Linked DNA regions of Mus musculus: all the other regions are linked to region 1. A link is a contact called in public HiChIP or PLAC-seq and Micro-C data. All regions are on one chromosome and are shown on one strand. The core of a region is the stretch at or near the end of the contact, and the rest is flanking DNA. Distances in the headings are between cores, read along the strand shown. Region 1 holds the start of Igf2bp2 (insulin-like growth factor 2 mRNA binding protein 2). Region 2 has its middle 21 kb from the start of 1300002E11Rik. Region 3 has its middle 11 kb from the start of Gm26744. Region 4 holds the start of 2510009E07Rik (RIKEN cDNA 2510009E07 gene). Region 5 holds the start of 1300002E11Rik (RIKEN cDNA 1300002E11 gene).

Evidence for each region. Hi-C and Micro-C count contacts between places; a contact is called where the count stands out from the background. HiChIP or PLAC-seq counts read pairs in DNA pulled down with a chosen protein or histone mark.
Region 2: an H3K4me3 HiChIP or PLAC-seq map of bone marrow-derived macrophages shows a contact between it and region 1, with 4 times the contacts expected there. The contact joins the enhancer-like site here to the promoter of Igf2bp2 in region 1. A contact is called at or near these places in 4 of 39 promoter capture datasets (the C10 cell line, frontonasal cranial neural crest, hematopoietic stem and progenitor cells and 1 more), 2 of 484 Hi-C or Micro-C datasets (bone marrow-derived macrophages and embryonic stem cells), 2 of 115 datasets of contacts at active chromatin or transcription factors (bone marrow-derived macrophages and embryonic stem cells) and 2 of 9 other capture datasets (adipose tissue and liver).
Region 3: a contact with region 1 is called in an HNF4G HiChIP or PLAC-seq map of pancreatic cancer cells. The contact joins the enhancer-like site here to the promoter of Igf2bp2 in region 1. A contact is called at or near these places in 10 of 39 promoter capture datasets (the 3T3-L1 cell line, 3T3-L1-derived adipocytes, the C10 cell line and 6 more), 1 of 484 Hi-C or Micro-C datasets (bone marrow-derived macrophages), 2 of 115 datasets of contacts at active chromatin or transcription factors (astrocytes and pancreatic cancer cells) and 2 of 9 other capture datasets (liver and macrophages).
Region 4: a contact with region 1 is called in a Micro-C map of embryonic stem cells, with 5 times the contacts expected there. The contact joins the promoter of 2510009E07Rik here to the promoter of Igf2bp2 in region 1. A contact is called at or near these places in 2 of 39 promoter capture datasets (embryonic stem cells and hematopoietic stem and progenitor cells), 3 of 484 Hi-C or Micro-C datasets (all in embryonic stem cells) and 1 of 115 datasets of contacts at active chromatin or transcription factors (embryonic stem cells).
Region 5: a Micro-C map of embryonic stem cells shows a contact between it and region 1, with 4 times the contacts expected there. The contact joins the promoter of 1300002E11Rik here to the promoter of Igf2bp2 in region 1. A contact is called at or near these places in 2 of 39 promoter capture datasets (embryonic stem cells and frontonasal cranial neural crest), 2 of 484 Hi-C or Micro-C datasets (both in embryonic stem cells), 5 of 115 datasets of contacts at active chromatin or transcription factors (bone marrow-derived macrophages, embryonic stem cells and extraembryonic endoderm stem cells) and 1 of 9 other capture datasets (macrophages).

What each region holds. Positions count from the first base shown.
Region 1 is chr16:22,159,246-22,164,621 of GRCm38.p6, forward strand. It overlaps Igf2bp2 (insulin-like growth factor 2 mRNA binding protein 2), which reads right to left and starts at 4,054. Exons shown (of 16, transcript NM_183029.2): 1 at 3,541-4,054; 2 at 2,001-2,061. The coding sequence starts at 3,718.
Region 2 is chr16:21,812,882-21,818,052 of GRCm38.p6, forward strand. No RefSeq gene overlaps it. Among named protein-coding and RNA genes, the nearest start is that of 1300002E11Rik, 21 kb to the left of the region's middle. Within about 2 kb of position 2,255, at least 65 of the 459 cell types and tissues checked have an H3K27ac peak or open chromatin away from gene starts, as enhancers often do. A contact at or near this core is called in adipose tissue, bone marrow-derived macrophages and liver, where this site is marked.
Region 3 is chr16:21,854,761-21,859,598 of GRCm38.p6, forward strand. It overlaps a transcript of Map3k13 not described here. Among named protein-coding and RNA genes, the nearest start is that of Gm26744, 11 kb to the left of the region's middle. Within about 2 kb of position 2,876, at least 33 of the 459 cell types and tissues checked have an H3K27ac peak or open chromatin away from gene starts, as enhancers often do. A contact at or near this core is called in pancreatic cancer cells, where this site is marked.
Region 4 is chr16:21,691,007-21,695,973 of GRCm38.p6, forward strand. 2510009E07Rik (RIKEN cDNA 2510009E07 gene) reads right to left here and starts at 3,659. Exons shown (of 2, transcript NM_001001881.2): 1 at 3,210-3,659. The coding sequence starts at 3,399.
Region 5 is chr16:21,791,799-21,797,267 of GRCm38.p6, forward strand. It overlaps 1300002E11Rik (RIKEN cDNA 1300002E11 gene), which reads left to right and starts at 2,549. Exons shown (of 3, transcript NR_037958.1): 1 at 2,549-2,648; 2 at 4,052-4,177.

The sequences.
Region 1 (5,376 bases), core at 2,804-5,303:
CCTGTTTTTTGTTTGTTTGGTTTTTGCTGTTGTTTTTTAAGCCATAAGGCATAGTTGTGCCCAGAATTATGAAGAATTAATGATGTCTCATCCCAGAAGGACCTCAGCTAATCAATTCCAACCAGTTTAGCCTTCTCCCCTTTAGCACAGCAAGAGGTAACTTTTGATTTTTAAACTGAGAAAGAGAGAGAGAGAGCACTCTCTCCAGCAGGCTACCCATGCATTTGGAATGTTAACTGTCTTCAGGTGTAGTCAATCACACAGCCTGCTCTCAGATTCCTCCAAGTTATTTGATAATGTCAACATGTTCAAAGAAATCGTTTATTCCTATAGACGCCCTAGACTATTTAATTTATGCTAAAACTTGTGACATGACTACTTTTGAAATCATAAGCAGAATTACGTGACATTTCAGCCAAAAAGCAAACAACTCCTACATTTAAAAACAAAAAAACAAAGTGGTCTTTTTGTTAAATTTTAGGTGATCACGATGACTTTAAATAAACTAGTACTTCACTTATTTTCAAAATTAAATGATATACACTGCATTGTGGAATAATGGGATATCAAATAACCTCAATTAAAAAATTAGTGACTTTTGTTAATTTTAATCTCCAAACAGATTCACAAGAGCAAGACAGCCAACAAAAATGAAATATTTATAGATGCATACTGCCTTAAGGATTCTCAGTGGTCCTAACATTATTCATCAAATCTTCAACTGTTAAGAGACGAATGGTTTAAACTTACAGAATGCATTTAGCATCCCAGAAAACATCCCCTTACACATCCCAACTTAAAAAAATAATGCCACTGAAGGAAAATATAAGCATAAGACACTTTACAGAGAACCAGCTACACATTTTCAGCCTGAGAATCTGTTCAGTATAACAGCCCAGACTGAAAATCAGAATTCCTAACTTTTCAAAAACAAAAGTATTAAAACAGCTTTCTAATGGGGCACAACCATTTTCCAAACAGATTCTGTTACATTATGATGTGCGTAGAACTGGGCACACAATGTTTTTTAAGACCCTCCAACACATCCAAGTATTTATAAAATTAATTTGTTTTAAAATGTTCTTAATCCTGATAGAACTTGAGCATCTACTTCAGACTAAGGAGGTGGAAAAAAAATCAGACTTTGCCTCCCCAATTCAGATGCTTAATGAAGAACGGCAAAGAAACGTTGGTTAATGGGATAGAAAACTAAGTTAGGACACGTGGTGGGTGGGGATAGAAAGAAGAAAGACTCCCAATTTAAAGTACACAAGGAGCTTTAGACAAAGATGTTCTCCTTCATTCTTCCGTAGAGAATCACTGGGGAAACCCAACCCCCACAGAGCGCGTTACTCCTTCATTAACAATAGCTAACTATCGACTTCCCCGAGACATTGTTTATCCCCCAACGTTTCTCTAAAGCAACAGTGACAACAAAGTGCTCAGGATCCAAGCCCAGCGCTTCAGTTACTAAAGTCTGGCTTCTCCCTCAATCCAATACAAACATGCTACTTCTAATACTGTCCAAAAAACCCTCCGTATTTACTGAATTATTTTATAATTCATCACTAAACTATGCAAAAAAAATTAATCGCATGGTTTAGTTAAGCAATTCAGCTGACAACAGTAAATATTTACTCTTAACATCTCACAGGAAGTTTGCTATTGTGTTGGGGTTAGAGATGGCCGTGGGGAGTGAAAGGCAATTTATGATAAACTTAATCGGTCACAGCCAACTGAATCCACCTAGTGTTCTCCATCTCGACCCCTAATTAGGCACCAGTTTGCAAGCACAGAAAACACCTTATAGAACAAAAGTAAATAATAATAACAATAATAACTTTTAAAGCTATGAATGTCCAATAACAAAACCAACAAAAACCCCTTTAAAAACGATATAGGCACTTTTTTTTAAGCTGAGCGTATTTCTTTAGTTATGCGTATGGAAGCCCAACCACAGAAGGGGTAAAGAAAAAAAGAACTAGGCAAAATATATTTACCTTAGCTTTTTAGAGACTGAGTAGTCAACTTCCATGATTTTCCCATGCAATTCCACTTTACCTTTAAAACAGAAATTTAAAGCACTCAGAACCTCCCAGAGTCAAACCCGCGGGGGTCAAGGAGGGGCTCGCACACTACTCCGCGCTCGGGCTCCTCCTTCTGGAGCCTTCAAGGGGTCTCCACCCGGCCGCAGCTGGGCGAACTTAGCGCCAACTGTGATGAAAAGTGGACGCCCCGGGTAACGAGCGAGGAGGGACGGGCGCAAGCCCGGTTCCGACCCCAGGTATAGCTGTGGGTGGCATTACCGGAAAAACACATTTAATAAAGAGCGGCGCCAATTTGAAAAGATGAGCTCATTTGAAACTCAAGCTGCAAGGCTGGCGCGCCTCGGTCTCTCCGGCCCCCAGCACCCCATCCCGCCATCCCGGGACCCGGAGGCTCCCAGGCGCTCGCCCCCTGCCCTCCCTGACAGCGGTCCCGGGGACACGCACAGGAGTCCCTGGCTCTGCGGACGCCTGCTTTGGGGTGACCCAAAGGTCTCGCCAGCTTGCCCCGCCGCACAGGTTTCCCAAAGAAGGGGGTTCCCTTGCGGGGCCGGGGGTCCCAGGCCCCCGGGAGCGTGGCCCGCCGCGTGCGTGTGCGGGATGCGAGCTGGGAGCGCGCGCGCGGGCGAGTGTCGCGCTCCGACTCCCGTCCGGGCTCCAGCGCGCTCGCGGGCCCCCCGGTCGCCTCTTTCCCGGTTCTCAGCCCGGGCCCCCACCGAGTTGAGACAGGGTACCTCGTAAAAAGGTGCTCCTGGCCGAGCAGGAGGCGGGGAGACGGGAGGCGGAAAGCCCCCAGCCCCGAGTTCTTCTCAATAAAATCGGACAAAAAATTCAGGGAAAAATAGGAGCGCTTCCGAGACCAGAGAGAGGGAACTGAGCTTCGGGAAAGGACCGAGGGAGATGTGCGGTCCGACAAGGGCCAGGTGGGGAAAAACCCCAAGACCTCGAAGGGTTCAGTAGGTGAAGTCGAGGAGATGCCGAAAGTGGGGGGCCAGAAGACAAGAGGGGGTCTCAAAAGGAGAGTGCGGCTTGGGAGACGACAGAGGGCGAGAGGTCTTTGGCACGAGGCATGGGAAGAAGGAAGGTCTGGCTAGGAGGAGAGATGCTGGATTTGGGGGGGTCCCTGGCAAAGGGGGTACTAGAAGGGTCTAGAAAAAGAAAAACGGGGGACTCTGCAAAGGTGGGGGCGGGGGAAGCTCTGGAGAGCAGCTGGGCACTCCAGGGGCGCTCCTAGGGAGCCAGCGAGCCTGGGGACCCTCGGAGGGGCACAGGGTCGCCTCGACTCTGAGGCCCAAGGGTCTGTGTTAGCCCCCGCGGTGGGGGCAGGGCAGCCGGCCATCCCGGAGCCAGCCCGCCGCGAGAGTCGCGGGGCTGGTGCGTGAAAGTGAGCGTGAGGGCTCGGGAGTCGCGGCGGGCGCGGCCCATGGGGCTCGGCCTCCCCGCTGCCGCCGTCCCGAGCCGGCGAGGCGCGGCGTGGGCTGCGCCGAGTGCTCACCCGAGAGGGTCTCGATGGCGCGGATGGCCCAGTTCTGGTCGGGGTAGTCCACGAAGGCGTAGCCGGACTTGAGTAGGACCTGTCCCGCCAGGGGCAGCTTCCTGTCCCCGAAGAGCTGCCGGAGGTCGTCGGCGGTGACGGCGGGGCTCAGGTTCCCAATGTACAGCTTGTTCATCATCCGCGTCTTCCCGAGAGCCCGCGGCTCCCCCGGCCCGGCACCCGGCGCTCCCGCCGCCTCCGCTGCCCTCCTCTCTCCTCCTGCGCCCGCCCCCGCCCCCACCCTCGCCCTCAGCCTGGCTCCCCCCACCGCGGCCGGCCCGGCCCGCCCGGGGGCAGAGGCGGAGGCGGGGACTCGGCGCGGCTGCCTCCTCCGGGCAGAGTCCCGAGCGGGCGTGCGGACAAAGCGCTTGCTCTGCCTCCCGGTGCCGGGGCGGCGGCGGCGGGCGGACGCACCCCGCGCGCCTGAGAGTTGGAGCGGCGTGTGCACCGCCGAGAGTGCGCGCCCTGCCCGTCCCGCGCCGCGCGCTCCGAGGGCTCGGCGCTCCCAGGCTGCGCGCCCGGCGGGCGGAAGCGGCGGCGGCCCCAACGGGGCCGGGAGCGGCGGAGCCAGGCGGCGCGCGGGAGGTGAGGGGCGCGGACGTGGGCGGGGTGTGTGCAAGGTGGACGCGACGTGGGCGCGGGGCCAGAGTGAGGTGCACCTTGAGGAGAGCTCTGCACGCTAGGGCTGACAACTTTCCTCGCGCGTCCCGAGCCACGCACCGATCTAGAGACTCGCTGCGAGCCAAGCTCTTGGAAGAAGGGGGCGCATGTGGTCAAAGGACGGAGGAACACACGGGTCCCCTCCCCCAGACCGTGTATTCTAGTAAAGTTACCGTGGCGCCGAGCCTCGGTTTCCCCAACCAAGAAAGGAGAGCCAGACCCGAGGCCAGGTGATGGCCGAGGTGACGATGCACAGGCTGAGGGGCGGGTTTCAGTCCCAGGCTTGGTAGGCGTTCCCTGAACTCTGGAAGGAACTGGAGAGGGAAGGAACTGGAGAAGAAAGTTGTCCTTCCACGCGGAGGACGGAAGAGGCAGGGTCCTAGTCCCTCTCCCGGGAAGGAGCCAGACAGATTGCCAAGCGGCAATCTAAGTCACATGGCTCCGTGGGAATCGTAGAAATAAAGGGCTCCAGAAAAGAACGGAGGGATTTTGAGGTGAGATGGCTTTGGACTTCTGTGTGATCCGGGAAGTGTTCCTTGGTTTTTTAGAAGGCTTACGTGTTGGGAGGTATGTCTGGGTGGAGAAGTCACCATGGGCCATAGGGTCTGTCTCCTCTATACTCAGATCCAGCAGTATGCCCCAAAGTGTGCCAACATCCCTGAGCCTAACTTTTATCCCTAGAGAAAATAAAACAACCACCCCTTGTGAGGGTGACATAAAAGGCTAGCTGAGTAATGTGTGACACACTGCACTCTGCTTCCATTTCTTTACCCAGGGAAACTTAAAAGCTGGGTGGACAGGACAGGGGGAGCGGTCCTTAATTACTTGTCTTGATAAGGAAGTGATGGATGATTCTTTCTCATCTAGATATTTACTGACATCTCAATTCTAGCTTTCATCAACTATCCACACATTTTCCTCTCTGGACTTTACTGCTTCTAGAACTGGGAATAGGGCTTTGATAGTGTTGCCCAGACTGACAGATAAACCAGGGATAGATGCTTCCTGAGTAAAATGTGGAAGAAGCTCGCCAGTGAAAACAACTTGTGAGTGCTGCACAACTCACGGCAGACTGGAAGCCGCCTTCAGATTATTTACACGGAGGCTGCTAATTAGGCCGTCATCTTTGTAAGGCTA
Region 2 (5,171 bases), core at 1,005-3,504, 350 kb before region 1:
CAGCTGACAGGTGTATTTGATATACTTTAAAACCAAATAATATGTTTTTGCTCAATATCTATTCTTAATGAACATAGATCCTAAAACATTAAGAACTATTTCAGGTTTGCTGAGAATGTACTGAATTGGGTGTGTGGCCACTAAGTAATGTGTACAGACCTGACCTGTCAGCCATTGCCCCTCCTTCGTGGCCTTCAGGATCTCTTAGCTTTGGTTCTCCTCCACTTATCCATTCTAGTGTCTGTTGCCCCCTTCTTAACTCCTTGACCTCAGTATGTTGGGGTACCCTAGAACTCAATCCTTGTGTGTTCTTCTCTCTTTGTCTTCTGTCTCCATCTCTCAAAAATTTATAATCCTTTCTCTTCAATTTGATGGCTCTATAATTCTGACTTGTCTTCAGCCTGCACCTCTCCCTAGGCTTGTGTGTGCGACTGCACAGCAGACACTAGTGTGAACAGTCAGAGGAGAAAGGTCAGACAAACAACACCAGCTGAAGGACATATCTAGGAAGGTCAGTGATGAGATCAATTCTGCACACTCTCTGTCTAACGTGCATCTCAAACTTTTAACCCACTCAAACTCCTGATCTTTGCTCCTGTCAAAATTCTCTTGTTTCCCCAGCTCACTAGCATACAATTCCGGGCTTTCCAGTTCTCCAGCCTGGAGTTACCCTTGCAACCTAATGCCTTAGATTGTCCCATGGAGTCAACTCTGAGTGCATCAGCCTCCACGCATCTCCCTAGGCAACTGCATGTCCTGCTGAACGAAAGCCATGATGTCACTCCCTGGAATGGGGGTGGGGTGTCCCCTTTACCTCTTCAATGCGACTTCTTCTCTGTCCTGATTCACTTGCTTCTGCTGCTGTCCCTGCTTTGTGTTTGGAGAGACCCCTTTGGTGTTGTTTCCTGTTCTTGGGATGTCCCTCCCTCATTCCACATGCCACTTCCTTTACTCTTTCAGGCCTTGACTCAAGTCACTTTCTTAGTGAAGTCTAGGTTAGCCTACTGTATAACCCCTTAGCCTCCCTTCCCCCACCGTGTGTAGGCTTTATCTAGGAAGGTTCTGCTTGCTATAGCGCTTTTGGGTTCATCTTTCCGGTGCCTCTGGTCTATAAAGCTTCTGCAGGGAAATCCACTGACCATGTTTAGGAGCTCTTGTGTATGTGACAGATTGATTTTCTCTTGACACAAGTTTTTCTTTGACTTTTGACAGTTCAGTTATATTTCTTTCTGTGGACTTCTTTGGGCTCATTAGTCAGAACACTTTGACCTCATTAAATTTAGATATGCAGGGGCGGCGAGATAGCTCAGTGGGTAAAGGTTCTGGCTGCAAAGCCTTATAACGCAATCAGTCCCCAGAACCTAGGTGGAGGAGAGTTGTTCTGTAATATTGTCACATGTGTATCATAGCACATACATACCTCTTCATACGCGGTAAATAGAGAGGTAATGAGGATGTAGAGGCCTGCTTCCCTTCACTCAGTCAGCAGGACTGGGGACGTGAGCGATGTCTGCCACCTTACACTGTCCCTCTCTTACACTGTAACTCTGTGTGTGTTGGCCATCTTAACAGTGTCTCAGGCCCTCGACTGTCACGTTTCCTTCTGTCCCTTCTACTTCATGATCTTAAATCGTCTGTCTTCGAGTTTACTGAGTTATTTGATCAAATGTAATGTTGAAAACCCATTGAGTTTTTCAGCTCAGTTACTGAGTTCTCCAGTTGTGTATTTTTTTCCTTTGGTTCTTTTATGTGATTTCTGACACCCTGTTGGTATTCTCTTGTTCCTGTATTACTTCTGTGATTTCACTGGCTATTTGTGTTGTGTCTTACAGTGCCTTCAGTTTCTTTAATACAATTTCTTTCTGTTCTTTCTCTGAATTCTTCAGCTTTGGTGTATACCCGGATTGTTTGTTTCGTTGTTAGTTTTGGTTTGCACAAAGTCTTACTCTGTAGACCAGGCTGGCTTCGTGCTTATGGCAGTCCTGCCTGAGCTTGCCCACTTGTTGAGTTTACACAAGGGAGCTGCCATGTCTGGGTAGGTTTCATTTCTGTGCTTCCTGTGACAGTTCCTCGTATTTGTTTCCTGTTAGACGTACCAAGAGAATAGACCTGCAGCCTCTTCTCCCAGTCATTTACGGACTAGATTCATACAGAGTGGATATTCACCCATCAGCCGAGATAGTTGAACCTCTCAAGTCTTTTATGGGTGCGTGGTCTCTGGACTGTGGGTTTATGTAATTCCATAATTGGAACACTTTTCCAGGAACTTGTAAGGGCTTCTTCCTCCCTCTGGTGTCTATTCTTGGTACTGCATACTCAGCACTATCCAGGCATCCAAAAATCCCACATTATCTCAGCACTTCCAAGTCAGGCTTGATAGAAACAGTCACTTAAAGCTTCTGAAAAGACGGGAAGTTAGACATACTTTCTTCTTTTCCCTTCTCCCCACAAGGAAGAAACTATGTATTTTACATTTCCAGCCGTGCTGGGAAGTGTACACTCAGCTACATGTCAGGTGCCTGGCTGCCTGTGGAGCTCTATGGCATCCAAATATGCAGTCCTACAAGAAAGTGAGCCCTTCAGATGTGTGTTACACTATAAATTGGGTATGACTCAGGTGAGCATAGCTGGGCTGGCCCTGGAAAAGGACACGTATCAGGGGAAATAAAATGCTTTTTACATCCGTGTGAAAGTGTCTGCGGTCTCAGCTCATAGAGACCAGCATCATATATTTCAGATACAGCTGCCAGCTCCAGATTGCTCAGCCGAGCAGCTGCAGCTTGTCATTGCCACAGATCCCTCCTCGGATCCATTAGGTTTGCTAGGGTTCACACAGAACCAGGAACTTACCTATGGATGGCTGACCGTAAAGGGAATTAGCAGGAAACGATGGAGAGGGACAGAGCAGGGCACGTGAGATGGGTGAGGGCTCTGCTCTCCAGGAATGGCCGTGGCTGAGCTGCCAGATGCTCCTTTGGGCTTTTGTGAGCGCTTCATTACCCAGCTGATTAACTGCCATGTTGCTTTATTTAACTCTTAGGTCCCCGTGTCCACCCAGCATCTGATGCTGCCCCTCAGTCTTGGTGGTGCTGGGCTCCCATTGGGTTTCCTAAGGTTACCAGCCATTGGCCAGCTCACTGACATAAAATATGTCTACCGCTGAAGACTGCAAGGATTTTAGGAAACAATTACACATTTTGAATTTCAAATTTTATTTTATTTTTAACCAAGAAGCTGAGAATAGGTGAGTAGACATAGAGATAAAAAACCTTGGAGAGAAGATGATTTGATTACCTATTTTTTTTCTTCTCTGTCCCAATTATTCCTTTGTTAATCTTACCTTTATTTGAAAGATCAGAGTTGCCTGTGCTTGTGGAGTTAGTACCCCATCCATTGTTCGTCAGTAAACTGGAGGCAGTAGGACCACTGAGAACCTGAGCAAGAAAGACAGCTGGTCGTCAAGACAGCCAGCAGTTAGTGCGATGTCATGCCTGACAAAGCACAGTCACAGTTAAGAGTCTGGACACTTCATTCCATGACATAGAACACATATTCTGAGGATCTGAGCACAAGTTTTAGAGACAGAAAAGGACTGGAAGAAAGAATTGACAAGTTAGCCGGGCAGTGGTGGAGCACACATTTAATCCCAGCACTTAGGAGGCAGAGGCAGGCAAATTTCTGAGTTCAAGGCCAGCCTGGCCTGCAGAGTTCCAAGACAGCCAGGGCTGCACAGAGAAACCCTGTCTCAAGGGAAAGAAAAGAAAGTAGCAGGGGATAGAGAAATAGCTCAGCAGTTAAGGGGATTATCTGCTTTTCCCGAGGTCCAGAGTTCAATTCCCAGTACTCACATGGTGGCTCACAACCATCTATAACGTGATCGGATGCCCTCTTCTGGCATGCAGGGGTACATGCAGATAGAATACTCATTCATAAAATAAATCTTGAAGGAAGAAGGTGGGTCATTTCCTTGAAAGAAGGGACAGGAGATGGAAGATCAGAAACATTCCTGTTTATATCAGGATCCCTCTTCCCGGGAGCCGCAGGGACCGATAGAGGAAGCTGTAATCCTACGGTTATAGCTGACCTACTTGGGGAAGTTTGGCTCACAAATCCTGATTCTTCAGGTCAGAGAAATGGCTCCGTTTCAAACTTTGCTGGGTTGAAATGGATGACACCATTTCAATTTTTAGCCTTGCATGTTGGATCCCAATAGCGGAGCTTAGCCCCTAAACAACAGCATTCAGTAATTTCTGTTTAATATGCCAGTACTTCAAAAAACGCATGGTAAGACAGGAGGTATGACTCAGCTGGTAGAGTACCTGCCTAAGCATAAGACCCTGGAACCCATATTCCTGGCTCCTCCTGCACTCGGGGCTGAAGTACAGCTGTCATTCATCCTGGCTCTCAGGAGGCAGAGGCAAGAGGATTAGGAGCTGAAGGGCATTACCACCTACAGAGGGAGTTCAAGCCCAGGCTAGACCATGTGAGACCCTGCCTCAAAACAAAGGGTTGGAGAGGTGTGGAATAGTTTAAGAGTACTTGCTGCTCTTGCATACGGTCTAGGTTTGGTTCCCGGGACCCACATGGAACTCACAATCATTCGCAACTCTAGTTCCTGGGGATCTGATGCCTGGTTTTTGGCTGCATAGGCACCAGGTTTGCACATATATACATATCTTAGGGTTTCTGTTGCTGTGAGGGGACACCTTGACACAGCAACTCTTACAAAGGAAAGCATTTAATTGGGGGGCTGGCTTATATAGTCCAGAGGTTTAGTCTATGTCACCATGGTATGCAGATAGACATGGCGCTGAGACAGTAGCTGAGATTTCTACATCTGGATTCTAAGGAAGCAGGAAGAGACTGACACTGGGCCTGGCTTGAGCATTTGAAATATCAAAGCCCACTGCACTGACACACTTCCTTAAACAAAGCCACAACACCTAATGGTGCCACTCCCTATGAGTCTGTGGGGGTCCATTTCATTCAGACCATCATAATACATGCAAGCAAAATACTCGTAAAATCTGAAAAATAACTATATTTAAATAAAAATATTCTTTAGCAGTTAAACTATCTCTCTACCTCCCTTTAAAATGTACAAAATTTAAAAACTATTATAAAACTTATGTCCCCTGCAATAGAAGATGTCAGCCACTATTGAGATATTC
Region 3 (4,838 bases), core at 1,626-4,125, 310 kb before region 1:
ATTCTGTTGATATACTTAGAACTGCTGATGATCAGGGAGCTGGGAACTGTGCAAGCTTTAAAGGCAAGTGAGCCAAGCAAGCATGGAGTGGTCAGCTTAGGCTCCATATGCTAACAATGGCAGAGTAACCAGCTCCCTTCTAGTCTGTTTGGAGCCCATTGTACCAACAGCTGCAGCTGGCATGACAGACCATAAAGAAGCAGGACAGAAAAGCCTAGGGGCTCTTTTTCTTTTTCTGGGAATGCAATGCATATTCAGATAAGTTACTCAGTGGGGAGATAAGCTGTAGTCTAGTTAGGCTAGTGATAAGATTCAGTGCCACACAGACATAAGGACCAAAGTTCAAATCCACAGCACCCACAAGACACCTCTAATCCCAGTGTTTGGGACGTGGAGACAGGAGATCCCTGGCAAGCTGACTAGCTAGACTACCTGAAGCTATGGGCTCTGGATTGAATATTAAGATCCTGCCTCAGCCAAGTGCACTGACAACACCCTTAATTCCAGCACTTGGGAAGTAGAGGTAAGCAGATCTCTTGTGAGTTCCTGGCCAGCCAAGGAACTACCTGATTTAATATCTAAGGTGGGATGAGCTGACTGAGGAGGGTACCTATGGTCATCTTCTGGTTTCCACTTCCACGCATATGTGTATCCATCTGCATGCCAACATGTATACACGCACGCACGCACGCACGCACGCACACCATCCACACAAAATAAAAACAGGAAAGGAAGTGAGGGAGATGACAGGAGAACCTCGGTGTCACTGCAGAGCTAAGCAGGTCACAGGAGAGACCTGAGACCACTCCAAAGCAGCATCTTTGCGGGAGGCTACTTTGCATCAAAGCCTTCTCAGGCTCATGAGTAATATGGATTTATAATGTTAAGTAATATGGATTTATAATGGTGAGTTACCCTAAAATAGCCTATCCCCAGAAATTCTACTATGCCGAGGGGTCACGCATTTGAGTAAACCGTGTTCTGGGCTGGATTCTGTGTGAGCTTCTAAGAAGTTTCTGGTTTTTTTCCTCGAGTAGCATTAGCCAGGGATTTGTCAGAGACCAGGAAAACATTGAAAAGGCTAAAGAAAAGAAAGTACTTTTCCTAGAAAATCCCTCAGATTATCTTCCTGTATATAATTGTAAAATACCATTGATGAAACAAATAGTAGTAAGCTTTTCAGTTACTATGTGATAGTTTCTCTCCCAGCATATGCCCAGGTAAGAAGAAATAAACACACTTTGTTCTCTTCTGTTTCTCAGTTGACCCCTCCATATTTACCTGTGCCTGCTGGAGACAGATCTACTCAATCCAGTCAGCTTGGCCTAGCTCCACAGTGAGACGATTTCTTTGACAGTTATAAGCCACTTGCCCTGCTCTTTCTCCCACAAGTGTGCGTTAGCCCCTTTACGGCATTGGTTCTGCCGGAGTCTTACCATGAACCAGCCAAAGCAGTGCTTCACAAGTGTCTCCCAGAGTCTAATATCCTCAGCGTCACTGAGGAGCTTGTCAGAAATGCAAATTCCAGGCCTACTCCACTTCTGCCATCAGAAATGCTGGCAGCAGGTCCCGGAATCTGTGTTTAACAAGTTGGCTAGTGGAGACTGGTGCATGCTGAAGTCAGAATCCTTGGTTTACAGCAAAGCTCAGATTTTTAATGTGCATAGGAATTGATGGGGATTTTGTTTAAAGCCAGATTCTGGATACTTGGTTTGGCAGCTGCCTAAGTGGCCCCCAAGTGATGCTGATGCTGATGCTGCCAATCAGTAGCAAAACACTGAAGTCTGGATTTGGGATGCCACTCCTCTCAAAGACCCATGTGTTAAAAAGGCTTGGTGCTATTGGAGGAGGTGGCGCTTGTAAAATGTGGGGCTAGGTGACAGGTTTAGGACATTTGAAAGCATTTCCTTGGGATTATAGAGGCAGTCTGGTCCTTTCTCATGAGGCGAGCTGAGGTGCTTGTTTTACCACACACTCCAGCTGTGGTGGTCTCACTCACCACAGGCCCCAAAGCAATGGCTAATTGATCATGGACTGAACCTTTGAGCCAGAATGAACCTTGTCTCTTTATAAATTCATTATCTCAAACATGTGTTACAGTTACAGAAATCCGAAAAATACATATGGATCTGGAAGAACTATTATGGGCTGCTCCAAGAACTAGCACAGTTAAGTAGGCGTCATTAAAGCTTGTCTCCCACTTGCTCCCAAGGGGAATGCAGCTCCCAGAAGGACTTTTATAAACATTGATCACGACACCATTCTAAAAAAGAAAGAAAAACAAAACAGCTTAATTGCCCAATAATTGGAAAATACAGTGACTCCCCCTTCACAAATACTCTGTTTATAAATTTACTTGTCAAGTACAGTTTATTCTTAGGCCAAATCAATTCTCCTGGTACTCTTATGATTGTGTTCACAGATAAGCACATCATAGCAAACGTCTGAGTGTGTGACACACTCTGAGCCAATGCGGGACAGAGGGAAGCTCTGCATTCTTATTTAGGCTCCCTGCTGTGGGCACATGCCTTCCTGGTACAATTACTTATGAATCAGAACACATACCCTTCTGTGAGAATGACCCAGTGTCACACGAGATGTGTCAATCATCCCTAAAGGCCTCACCTTACAATACCATACTTGGTTAATCACATTCCAGCCTGAGTTTGTCAGCTCTCAGGCCCATGTGGTGGCAGGCCACCAAGGCTGGGGTGTGTGGGGGGAGCAAGCTGCTCACCTCCTCCCAGTGTACAATGCTAATGACCTAAACCTCTCAGATAGCCAACATCTCAACATCAGGGCTTTATAGGGTAGCACCCCAGACCTGTTGGTAAACAGAGTTGCAAGGGACGACCAAAGAAAGAGAGACACTTGAGGTTGTCAGGAGGCTTTTACGTCAGCGGGGGAACAGTCTCAGATGGAATGAACCCTGAGCAGCTTTGCAGAAGGGTATTTATTGATCGTTACGCAAATGTTATTTTTAGAATAAATCAAGTTTCTCATACCAGAGCCACTGATCTGATGTTTGTGCTATGTTAAAAAACACATGGCCCCCACACTTCTGTCATCATGGTGCAACATGTGTGCAGTATTGTGTAGTGCTCAATTGTGCAAGAATTCCAGGTTTGCCAGGATGTCCTGTAACTGAAGTTACATGAAGGCCATAGAGCCCCTTCTGAAATACAGTTCCATAAGTCTCAGAAAACAATCACCGATCAGATACAAAACATTTCCTTGGAGCTTAGGCGGGCCTAAAAGAAATTGAAACACTCTGGTGTCCATGTCAGACACAATGGCTTTACTAATTTTCCCACTGCGCAGACCAAAACTATAGTGCCTCATAAAATATCTATTTTCAGGAAACTATAAAATGATAAGTAAGCACTATGAGTCATTGAACCATGGATTTAATGTTAATTGATTAACAATATAAATGTACATGTTTAATTTTAATTTTATGGTGTATAAGCAGAAATATAGGTAAAACAAGGTTTGGAGCCATGAATAGGAAACCTGAACATGTGACCAGAGGCTCATAGAAGCCTCACCCTTTGTCTGTCCAGGAGCAAAGGTTCAGAGTTCACTAATCCAGTCTTCAAAGAGGCCTCGTATAGTGTAGCCACGTCAGAGGAGAAGAATGGGTTGCCAACTGTACAACCCATGCTGCATTTAGAAATGACAGGGCATGCCTGCGGCTGTATGAAAAGTGTTGTTGGAGTCACGAGACACAGGAGGGGTTTTCAAGTATAGCACTGCTATTAGATTTAATTTTTCACGTAGGGAAAATCGGAAGAAGTACACCCAGAATCTGAGAGGTTATTTGCTTTTCAGTGTTGTTGTTCTTTGAACGTGTGTTACCTCCTCATTGCTGTAGATGTATTGTGAGGCGCCTCTTCTCACGTCCTGGGCTGCAGAGGCCGCGAGCTCTGCAGGAGGACCTTGTGCTCAGTAACAGAAGAGCACATCCTCTCATTCAACCAAGTAAAAGTTGCTCCAAGCGATGATGTGACAATCCCAGAGGCATCTAGCGCTCGAGGCGTTAGGTAGCTATCCTGGGCTGTGCTTTGTGAGGGAGTGGTTTTGCCCAAGAGCTTTGACTTCTTCTAAATCTCCCCACTTGTCAACATGGTTGACAATCTGGTCTCTGGAGTCAGACAGATGAGAGGTGGGTCCTGATGCTTTTGCTATTTGCTATGTGTCTCGTGTAAATTGTTGAACAACTCTAAATTTCTCTGATGCATATGGATATAGTAGGCATGATCGTGGAGGCAAGCGAGGGTTCGGTCAGATGGAGACCACGCACAGTGCAGAGCGCACACTGAGCCCGAGTGGACAGCAGCTGCTCCTTTTCCTTTGTCTATTGTATTGTGTGCTGTGTAGGAGACTGCCAGCTGTTACAGGGCGCATTTTAAGAAAAAGGAATAGAAAGAAAAGGAGGATAGATAGAAACAGGAAAGGAAGAGGCAAAAAGGATTATGTCCCAAAGATTCACAGCTTGCTGGGAGACAGTCACATACACTGTAGTGTAATAGAGTATAATATAATACTGACTCTCTGACAGTTGGTCTTTAGACTAGAAAAGTGAGGGCCCCAAAATAGTTCATTTGTCTGAGTTGTGTATCTGTATTTATTAGATTAGGATTTTAAATTGAAAAAAAAAAGAACCTTAAAATGTTAATTAGTTAATAACAATAAGTAATACACTTCTTACTAACACAAAGATTATCTTTTTTAAAAACAACAACAACTGTTTTCCCACCCTTCAAGCCTTCTTTCAAAAGGTGGTAAGCATGGTGAAGAGGTTTTCCTGTCTCCTCAGGGTCTGACTTAATACATGA
Region 4 (4,967 bases), core at 2,409-4,908, 470 kb before region 1:
AATTCTACTCAAGTTTTTTTAAAAAATGTATTTTGGTAAAAAGGTGTTAAGAATTGGTACCCGACCAAGTTAGGAGACAGAAATAGCACACCTGGCAGCTTTGAGTGCCACATCTGCTCATGAATGAGACCCCTGAACCACTGCCAGTGCAAGAAGCATGGAGAAGGAGTGGGAGCTTGGCACAGCAAGAAAGATGAAGGTCTGAGAACACGGCTCAGCAAGCAAAGTTCTTGCCATGCAAGCGAGAAGTCCTAAGTTCAGATCTGCAGACCACAAAGCCAAGTGTGGATGCCTGTGGCTGCAGCCTTAGTATTCCTACCGACCAGCCAGTCTGCAGATGACAGAGACTCTGACCCAAACAAGGTAGAAAGTGGAGACAGACATAGGGACTCACACGTACCCTCACTCACACACCAACACACAGATATGTACAGACATAAATATTATGTACATATATGTATACACAGAGGCACCACACATACACAATCGCACATCCACACAGATGTACACACACACAAAAGACACTACACACACATACCCTCACTCACATACAAGCACACACTATGCACATATATATTACACATACATATGGACACTGCACACACATATATGCACACATGTACACATATGTAAACACAGATACTATGTACAGATATTACATACATGTATATACCCTCAGATACCAGAGAGAGAGAGAGAGAGATCAGAAAGAACTAGCTGATTTGGCAGTCCTTTCCTAAATTTAGATTATTTAAAATCAGTCTCTGGTCTCTTAGAGAAGAAAAGAGAAAACATTGTGAAACCAATCTGAGTTATCTGAGCTCAATCTAATTCCTTTTTTTTTTAAAGAGGATTGCGCATAATCGGAGCACAGATCAAGAGGCAGCAGCAATCCCTGTGTTAGTGGGACTGCAGCATTATAGTTGGCCATTTACCCAGAGGGACATGACAACACAAGATGGAAAACCGTGCATGAGGCAACCAGCCTTTACAAGTGCTCCTTAATGACTTCCATCAGCTTCTAGGGCAGGGCCATCGGCAGACTTCAGGACTCTGGTGCCTTCTCCTGTCACATTACACTTTATCAATAACTAGAGTGAAGAGAGGGATGTTTACTACAGGCACAATGACATGAATGCAGGAGGAATAACATACACATGAAAACAGACAGAACCAATGCACACCCAATAAAAGAGCCAAGACTAAAATCATAAGACTTAGAAAAACGGACCTGTTCTCGCTCAAATAAAAGGTAACAGGAAGACGTCCCTAAGGGATCAGTGCTTGTCTCCAAAGCCACACATGCAGCTTTGAGAAGGGCAAGGCGTGGATCAATTGCCACAGTTTTTAAAGCCTACTTAGTGGCTTTAGCAGACAGCAAGCTCAGCTTGAGGGGGCAGCAGCTAGCCTGGTGTGATGAAGTATAGGAAGGGCTAGGGCAGAGCAGCACCTCAAAGATGAGAGGCGGTGTCTTGCTCCACACTGACCAGCCCAGAACTCAGGGGCTTCTCACCTACCCCCAGCACATGTGTTCAGAACAAAACCACCCAGATAGTTAGGTACACGGGTGCTATCCTGTAAGCGGAAGGACAGAAGGCAATGGCAGCTCAGAAGCAGGACAAAACAACAGTCTCAGTGGAAAAATGGTGGACATCTCTCCTCAGCCACTCAATGCATGCCAAGTTCAAACCTGTTTTGGAAAACCTACTTCCCTCAAGAATAGCCAGGGATTCAGAGAAAGAATGGCCCATATGCAAGAAATTCTTAGTATATTTAAATATGCATATCCAAAGAGTTGAGGCAGCCATAATTTGGCTGAAACATTAGACTGTTGTATAAGATACAGTAGGAAGAGACATAACAATACGTTTTCGTGAGTTGAAGGCATTTGCCCCATGAGCCTGATGACCTAAGATAGGTTCCCCAAATTACACAAAGTTGTCCTCTGACCTCCGCACGTGAGTCATGGCTCATATGCGAGTGCACACACCCATGTACCCACCCGAAAACACACTCGACTTCATAAGGTAAGAACAGATGAAGGAATGTGGTAAGTTCGTTTTCATCTCCTTGTAAGGAAGACATTGTGAGAATCAAGGTTCATTAATGAGGAACAATCTGTCTGACTAGACGCAAGCTTCCCAGAAGTCAACTCTACCTGGAGAGGGAAGTAAGAAAGGCAATGACTGGGGCCATCTTAACTCCTCCGCATCCGCATCCCACAGTAAGAACAGGACTTCTGCAGGAGGTAGACTGCCATTAAATTCATCCAACAGGTACACTTTAGCTCTCATATTTCCTACTCTGAAGCCACACTTTCAGCGAGAAGCAAGAACATCCTGTTTGTCCTCATCAGCAGAGGAACAACAAAATCAATATTCGCTCTCCAGGTACCTTGAATTTATAAGGAAAAGCAAGGATTTTCTATCCTTTAATTTATAAACTCAACTAAGACATTCAAATATTCTCAATTAAAAGCAAATAAAGATTTGTTACATATTGTAGCTCTCCTTGTAAACCATATCCTCCTAAATAACAGGGGGGAAAAGTTTGATTGAAGATCACTTGGAAAATGTGTCTTAAGCACGGCAAAGCCCTCCAAATCTAAGATTATATGGAAACCGACTTCAGAATGTTTCTAAAAAGAAATGATTCAGCAGTCGGATTAAGCTAAATGCCATGAAGTAATCAAATTGTGGAATGCTGATTAAATGGCTACTTAAGTTTAATCTATTTAAAACTCTCAGGATAAATACAACTGGCCTAGGACTAGACTAGTCCTGGCTTGGCTCAAACGCTGTAACTGGGTGTCGAAGGAGTTTGCTCTTCAAACTGTTCCTTTTAACTTCTTAGAAGCCATTCTTCATACTTTGGTTCTTTCTCGATCTGGATACATTAAATAAATGGGAATCGCTAGGACCTAGGGTTCTTTCTGTTCAACAGCAGCCAGAAAGAACAGGCAAGAAAGTGAAAGGGGTATGTCCGTGCCCACCCCCCACCGCTGAAAGGGCTACCCTGCTGGCGCGCGTCCGCTCTGGCGGCTCTGAGCAAGTATCTAAAAGAACGGCAAAGAAAGCCAGCCCCAGGCTCCTGTGGGTAGGAAGGTTCCCTTTTGTGACTACAGCTAGGTTCCCCCGGGATTTCCTCCCGTCGTCCGGGTAGCACCCGGCCGCAGGCGGGCGACAGCAGGCCGACGCGGCTCCACTTACAGTGACACCATCCCAGGTGACAGCACCAGTGCAGCTTGAAGCACTTGCCGTGGCTGTGCGTGGCACAGATGGACAGCCCGTCGCACGGCTGGAAGTCGGGTCTGCGGGCGGCGCAGCTCCGCGCCAGGGCCTGCGCCTCGTCCACTTTCTCGCTCTTCCAGCCGCGCTCGGGCGCCGTGGCCGCACTCATCTCTCCGGTTGAAGAGCCGGGCCGGGAGCCTAGGACAGGGCAGAGGCGCGGGCCGGGCAGGGCGAGGGTGGGTTGCGGGCTGGAGGCGCGGCGAACACCCGCTGCCGAGGAGCCGCCCGGGGAGGGAGCAGCGACCCGGCCAGGCCTGCTGCCTCCCCGCGCCCTGCTCCCTTCTGCGCCCTGCTCCCTCCTCCCTTCTTTCTCCTCTCCTCTCCTCCCTCCTCTTTGCTCCCTCCTCCCGTCTCTCTCTGTCGTCCTCCCTGCTCCCTCCTCCCCACTCGGGCCGCCACGCCTGCACGCGCACGCGCACACTTAGACCGCCGCGCCCCTCTGCGAGCCCATCCCCTCGCGGTGGCGTTGCGCGCGTCGCCTCTGCCCCCGGCCAGCGGGTCCCACATGCCCATAGGACAGTCAGCACACATCCCCTACGCCCTCGGGTTGGGAGGGCGTACCTCCGGCTACAGTCCGGCCTTCTCCCGCAGCCTTTAGGCACAGGGTCTAGCCTGGTCCTTAGCACTCCCTCCCCGTCGCGCCGTGGCGTCCTGCTGGGCACACACTCGCCCGGGCTGTCCTGGAGCCGCCGGATGGCAGCGGGCGATGACCTCGCGGGTTCTTCCCTGTGCCAGCCTCCCGGAACTAGTCCTGGGTGCGGGGCTTTGGGCAGTCAGGGTGGGAGAATCTGTTAGGTTTCTGTCTTGATACGTGTAGGGTGTGGGGATGCACTGAGTGGCTTGCAGTGTCTGTGTGGCCATAGACATTACACGCCAGTCGTATAGTCGTGTGTGAGTGTGTGTGTGTGTGTGTGTGTGTGTGTGTGTGTGTGTGTGTGTGTTGTGAGTGTGGACGCCCTAGCGTGATTAACTGCATCAGTTGAACTGCGTGTGTGGCGGTATGGTGGGCTGGAATGGCGTAGTAAATTTATGCATGGATTACATGTGTGGAGTTGACACGGTCGGACATGGGTACACAGACTGACATGTGGCCCAGCCTAGCCAATGGGTGTGGCTGCCTAGGCTGCAGGTCCCTCTCCCACCTCCCCCAGTCTGCTTGTTAGACCGCCCTGCTGGCCACAACTTGTTTCAAATGGGTCTTCCATCCCAGACTGAACCAGAGAAGAGAAAAATGAATCTTTCGTTTACGGGAGCAGTGCTTCCCCTACCACGCGGGCCAGTGCCCAGTCTAAAACACCGAAAGGAGGAACGCCTTCCCTCTGCTTCCTTGCCAAATGCTACACCGGGCCCAGGAAAATGCCTGTAATCGCAGAGGGTCCGCAACAGAGCCTCTCAGCACAAATGCTGGGCTGGACCGTGCTTTCCCCAGATCTCCTTTCCCTTCCCTTTATCCCCTTCCTGTTTGGCAATGAGCTCTATCCTGGTTTTAAACGAAATTCATCCTCAAGTCCTCAAAACTCTTTGCTGCCATAAGCACCCTTTCATAATTTTCCCTTTTATTTAACCTTGGCTTAGGAAGGGAAATCTAATTTGCATATGTCTGACTCTGTGAAATCTTCATGTGTCAGGGATTGAGGTAAACTCAGATGGCAACGGCTGATTTCAACAACTGTCCCA
Region 5 (5,469 bases), core at 1,299-3,798, 370 kb before region 1:
ACTGTTCCCAGGGCTTTTAGGAAAAAAAAAGCAAAACAAAAAAAAAAAAAAAAAACAAAACCTGGCTTAGAGTCCCAACATTAGAACTGGCCACCTATTCTAATATGCCATCCAAAGCAATGAGCAGACTGAAAGATCACAGAAAGCATGTTAATCCGTGTGGCATGCTGGGAAGAACTGATAAGCAGGTTCGGTGACTGCAAGTCTGTCCCCAGGGGCCTAACAGGAACACTGCAACTTTATGCAAAAGAGATATGAAGAAAGAAACTTGTTTGTGAATAGCAGACAGAACGGTTGATCTTAGTTGTGCCAGTGCTTGGTTATGTCAGTTCTGGTTCTGCAATAAGGTTGTAGAAAGCTGTCACTGTTATCACTCAAGTGGGACAATCTAGTTCCCATGAGTGTTCCTGCCCTGGGGTACAACCTTGTCACCATAGATAATTGTGCTCATTGTAGACATGGAGGGTGATCTGTCCCTCTAGGTTACCTGCTCATAAAGATTATTGTCAATCAGCCCTGTTGTTCCTAGAAGCTAAGGTAACTAGATAAATGAGTAGCTAAGAAGAAAAAGTTTAAGAGATAAATAAAGAACCTGAGAGCACAAAACACAAAAGCCATGGTTCATAATCTCTGGGTCTCTTGTAGCTGACTATGAGATCTGTGTAAATCTTGATGGCTTGACATTTTTGAAAGTCTAGTTTTTAATTATTTAGATTTTGATGAAAATATTATCAGCTTGTATTTCTAAAACTCAAGCTATGGTTTCTGGAGAGCAAAGAGAAGTGTCATTGGTTGAATGATGGAACCTGATGTCCCTGTGATTATGCTAACATTGAACTACCTTTCCATCAAGGGCTGCTTCCCTCACAAGGTCGGAAACTTCCTTAAGCAAGTGTTCACTGTATCCATCTTTCTCTAGTGTCTCTGTGCATCTTATATGAATAAATGAAAAATAAATGGAATTAAACAGGTTCAAATTCTATCACACTGGCTAACTTTGTGCCTTGTGGCAAATCCCTATAGTCAAAAAATGACAAATATCATTGGGTCTAAACCAGGCATGGTTGAGTATGCCTGTAAGATCCGTTAACACTAGGAGGGTTCAGGGAGGAGAACAGTTGGAGCTATATCAGGAGACCTGATCAGAAAACAACAAAAGTCATTGGGCTGAGGTGTTATTCTGGGTTATTTGCAAAACTGACCCATCACCCACATTTCAACACTACTACTAGCTTGCTTTGTCATCTTTCTAAACAACAAGTTGAGATGTTTCTTTGAACCATTGTCTTAGTCAGGGTTTCTATTCCTGCACAAACATCATGACCAAGAAGCAAGTTGGGGAGGAAAGGGTTTATTCAGCTTACACTTCCATACTGCTGTTCATCACCAAGGAAGTCAGGACTGGAACTCAAGCAGGTCAGGAAGCAGGAGCTGATGCAGAAGCCATGTTCTTTACTGGCTTGCTTCCCCTGGCTTGCTCAGCCTGCTCTCTTTTAGAACCCAAGACTACCAGCCCAGAGATGGCCCCACCCACAAGGGGCCTTTCCCCCTTGATCACTAATTGAGAAAGTGCCTTACAGTTGGATCTCATGGAGGTATTTCCTCAACTGAAGCTCCTTTCTCTGTGATAACTCCAGCTTTGTCAAGTTGACACAAAACTAGCCAGTACAACCACCACAGAGGAAATGAAACCATGCCTAGTCAGTGGTAGTACATTCATAGCCTGCTAACCTTCTGGAACTGCAGAGGTCTGTAGTTTTGTTCCTATTAACCAGTTAAAAACAAAGACAGCTCCCTGCTTTTCTGGGTCAGTATGAGGTTTGTGGACACACACACACACAGAGACTTTCTTATTGATGAGTATGTCTACTTTCAGGGACAGCCTGAGGTCTGTCATTATAGTCCTGGTGCCTCTCCTCCCCCCCCCCCCCCTTAGCAAGGTAACTCAGCAAATGTTTTCAATCAAGTTGAGATATCAACCTGTCTGTCTGTCGGTCTGTCTATCGAGGAGAAGGTACCCAGTATCATCAGCTAACCACTGAACAAAAGTAGTTCCAGTCTGCTATACACGTATGTGTTCCAGTGCGGAAACAAGAGAGTATATCACATCATTAGAAAAAAAAACAAAACAAAAAACCTGTTAATGTTCATTGCAGTATGCTGGAACGTTCTATGCATTACCTCAAGTAACACAACAGCTTCAGGTTGTGGGTACTGGTGTTTTACACGGTTGGGACAGGTTGCCCTTGTAACACAACACCAATACCCTCAGAAGTGAAAGGGGCAGCACTGCAGCCAGCAATCACAATCTCAGAGGCCGACACCCGGCAGAGACGTGGGACTCGACAATCTCGTGATTTGTCCAAACGCCCCGCTAATTCGGATTGGAGCGGTAAATTTCAGCATGGACGAGTCTGTAGAATAAAGGAATTGGGTCACTCAGCCCAGGACCCGCAAGCTAAAACCACGGGAGCCCACTGCTGAGCCGTGTGTCGGAAGTGACGTCATACGCGGAAGCTGTGGAGGCAGAGGTGGCGCCTGCGCATTGGGGTTGCGCTGGGGTGGGTGTCCAGCGCTGTAGGAGGAACGCGGTGGGAGGAAGGCTTGCGGGCGTGCGGACTCGGCTTCGGGCCGAGCGCTTTGAAGAAGTAAGTCTTCTAGGAACCTAGCGGCGCTAGAGGGAGTTGGCGACATGGCTTTTGGGGCAGCTGCGGTGCGCTCAGCTGGGCTCGCTGCCTACTCCTGAGCCCGGGATGGAGTAGGGGTCAGCGACCCGGTCTCCTATAGGTCTTGGGAGAGAGAGGTGGACACCTGCTGGAAAGGGTTTGGACAGAGTGCGAAGCCCGACTGGCGCAGCTGCTGAGTGCATCCCGGGTGTCAGCATCCCGCCTCTGCAAACGCGACTCCCGGTTACTTTGCTTGCCCCCTCCCTGCCCTATGACGCGGGTGCAGAAGAAAATCCTGACCCGTTTTGTTTTAAAGTTAGTGAAATGTACAAATGGGTCCTAATCTCTTGGTGGAGAGGATAAGGCGCTTGTCTGGCTTCTTGAGGCTGCCTTTACTTTTCTGGGAAGAACTGTGCGATACCAGGGAGGTTATCGAATAATTAGCCGCGGTTGTCGCACCGTACTGGTAGCTGGTGTTATAAATGCTTTCTTTTTAGCAGTGTAAGTTTTCTTTTTCTTAAAGATTTATTATGTTGGTAAACTATTTAAAAGATGGATAAGAGTTACAACGAATATAAAAACAGTAATTTATAAATATGTAGTCGGGCTCCACCTGCTGTGTATAGACCCAAGGAACGATTGTAGCAGCTCCCAATTCCCCCCCCAACCCTTGAAGATTAAAGTGTTTCCTTTGTTAAAGGCGCCATTAAATATTATGAAGAGTGTACATATGCACCCCACAAAAAACAAGTATTGTAACCACCAAGTTTGGGCTATCAAATGAAATACAGTGCAGATGCTATAATGTGCTGTGTAATCAGATCTCAGCAAGAGTCACCACCTACGCGTAGCCCCAGGAATGTGGCTGTGTGCACGGGCTATCAAATAAAAGGCAGATCTTGAGAGGTTCCCAAAATGTGTCATTAGATTGGATAGAGTGGGGTTAGTAGACAATGAATTTATGTTGCATGGTTGTGTTTTCCCTAAGAAACTAGTAAGCATCTTTTGATTTTAAATCGGAGCTTTTCTTCAAGTCAGTTGAACACTCCAAAAGTAAACCGCTTTTTTTGCAGTAAAAATTTATGTTTGTTCACGTTTAAATCTTTTCACAATTCCTGGACAGCCCTGAGATTCTACTCACCCCCATTTTATATGCTGTTACTGTGCCACTGAATTAGAATATATTTAAATATGATAAATGTCATTGAACTTTTGAAATCTTCTAGGTATTATTGTTTTCCTATAGTCTTGGCCACTTTAACCATGTTCAGAGTCATGTCCCCTAGACCGCATGTCTAAGTGCCCATATGGTGTAGCTGCTATGCACAGTGGACTGATGCATGTGGTAACCTAGGTATGTGCATTGACAGTTTTGAGGTTTTTAGTTTTGCAGAACCCTGCTACCTACAGACTCTGCCATGGATGTCATGTAAAGAAACCCCGGATGTAGTAACGGACAAAACATGAGTCAGTTTGTGTTGTGGCATTCAGATCTGAACACACTGGGAGAGGTAAGTTGTCGACTGTGTTTTATATTAGGTGCTGTATTAGAGTAGCCCTGTTGAGTCAAAGATATTTTAAGATGGGAGAAAAAAATTAGGCCTAAATCTATCTTTTTAAAATCAGGAACTTCCAAGGCAAGGCGTCTTTGTTTGTATGCTAGTGTAACTGTTTTCCTGTTGAGGAAGTCAGGATTGAAAGAGAGAAACCAGGTGTACTGCAGAAAGGATACTTTTCCTTTTTGGGAGCTCCTCTCCCCCAGGCTTCTCAGTCTGTAGTAACAGCCCGTGGTTACTATGTTAAAATAAAGGCTCAAATACTCATCTAAATCAGGTGGTGGCCAAATAGTGCATGTCTCAGATCTGTTGAGTAACTCTATTTTATGCGAGAGAAACCATACCTTTTCTTTTTCTTATCTTGCCTGAGTTAGCCTTATTTATGTAATTTCTCCTTTCCCCATTTTTGTATTCTCTCGGTCTTTTTATCTTTGGATTGTGTAAGGCTGATTTGCTCCTCCTCCTTTCTTTTTTCCTATTTCCGTTTTCCTGATTTGTTGCTCTGCTTCTAACTCTGTGTTAATGTTTGGCAACTTTTCATCACTAAGCATTTAATTTGAAGGTATTTTCTTGTCTCCTTTGTAGATATGCTGGTTTCTTGTTTAAATTTGCTTAATTCTGTTAACAGGTGTTATTTGAAATAATTTATCTTGTACACATGATTGTGCTTGCATACAAATATATACACATAATGACGTCACAATATGTTTGAAATAAAAAATAACAACTAGAAGTAAACTGTGATGGAGGTTTGATTAAAGTGCCTTCATGCATGGAACACTCTGTGGCTAATGTTGCATGGAACACTCTGCAGCTAATGTTTCATGGAACACTCTGTGGCTAATGTTGCATGGAACACTGCAGCTAATGTTGCATGGAACACTCTGTGGCTAATGTTGCATGGAACACTGCAGCTAATGTTGCATGGAACACTCTGCAGCTAATGTTGCATGGTACACTCTGTGGCTAATGTTGCATGGAACACTCTGCAGCTAATGTTGCATGGTACACTCTGTGGCTAATGTTGCATGGAACACTTTGCGGTTAATGTTGCATGGTACACTCTGTGGCTAATGTTGCATGGAATACTCTGTGGCTAATGTTGCATGGAACAATGCAGCTAATGTTGCATGGAACACTCTGCGATTAATGTTGCATGGGACACTCTATGGCTAATGTTGCATGAAACACACTGTGGCTAATGCTGCATGGAACACTGCAGCTAATGTTGCATGGAACACTCTGCG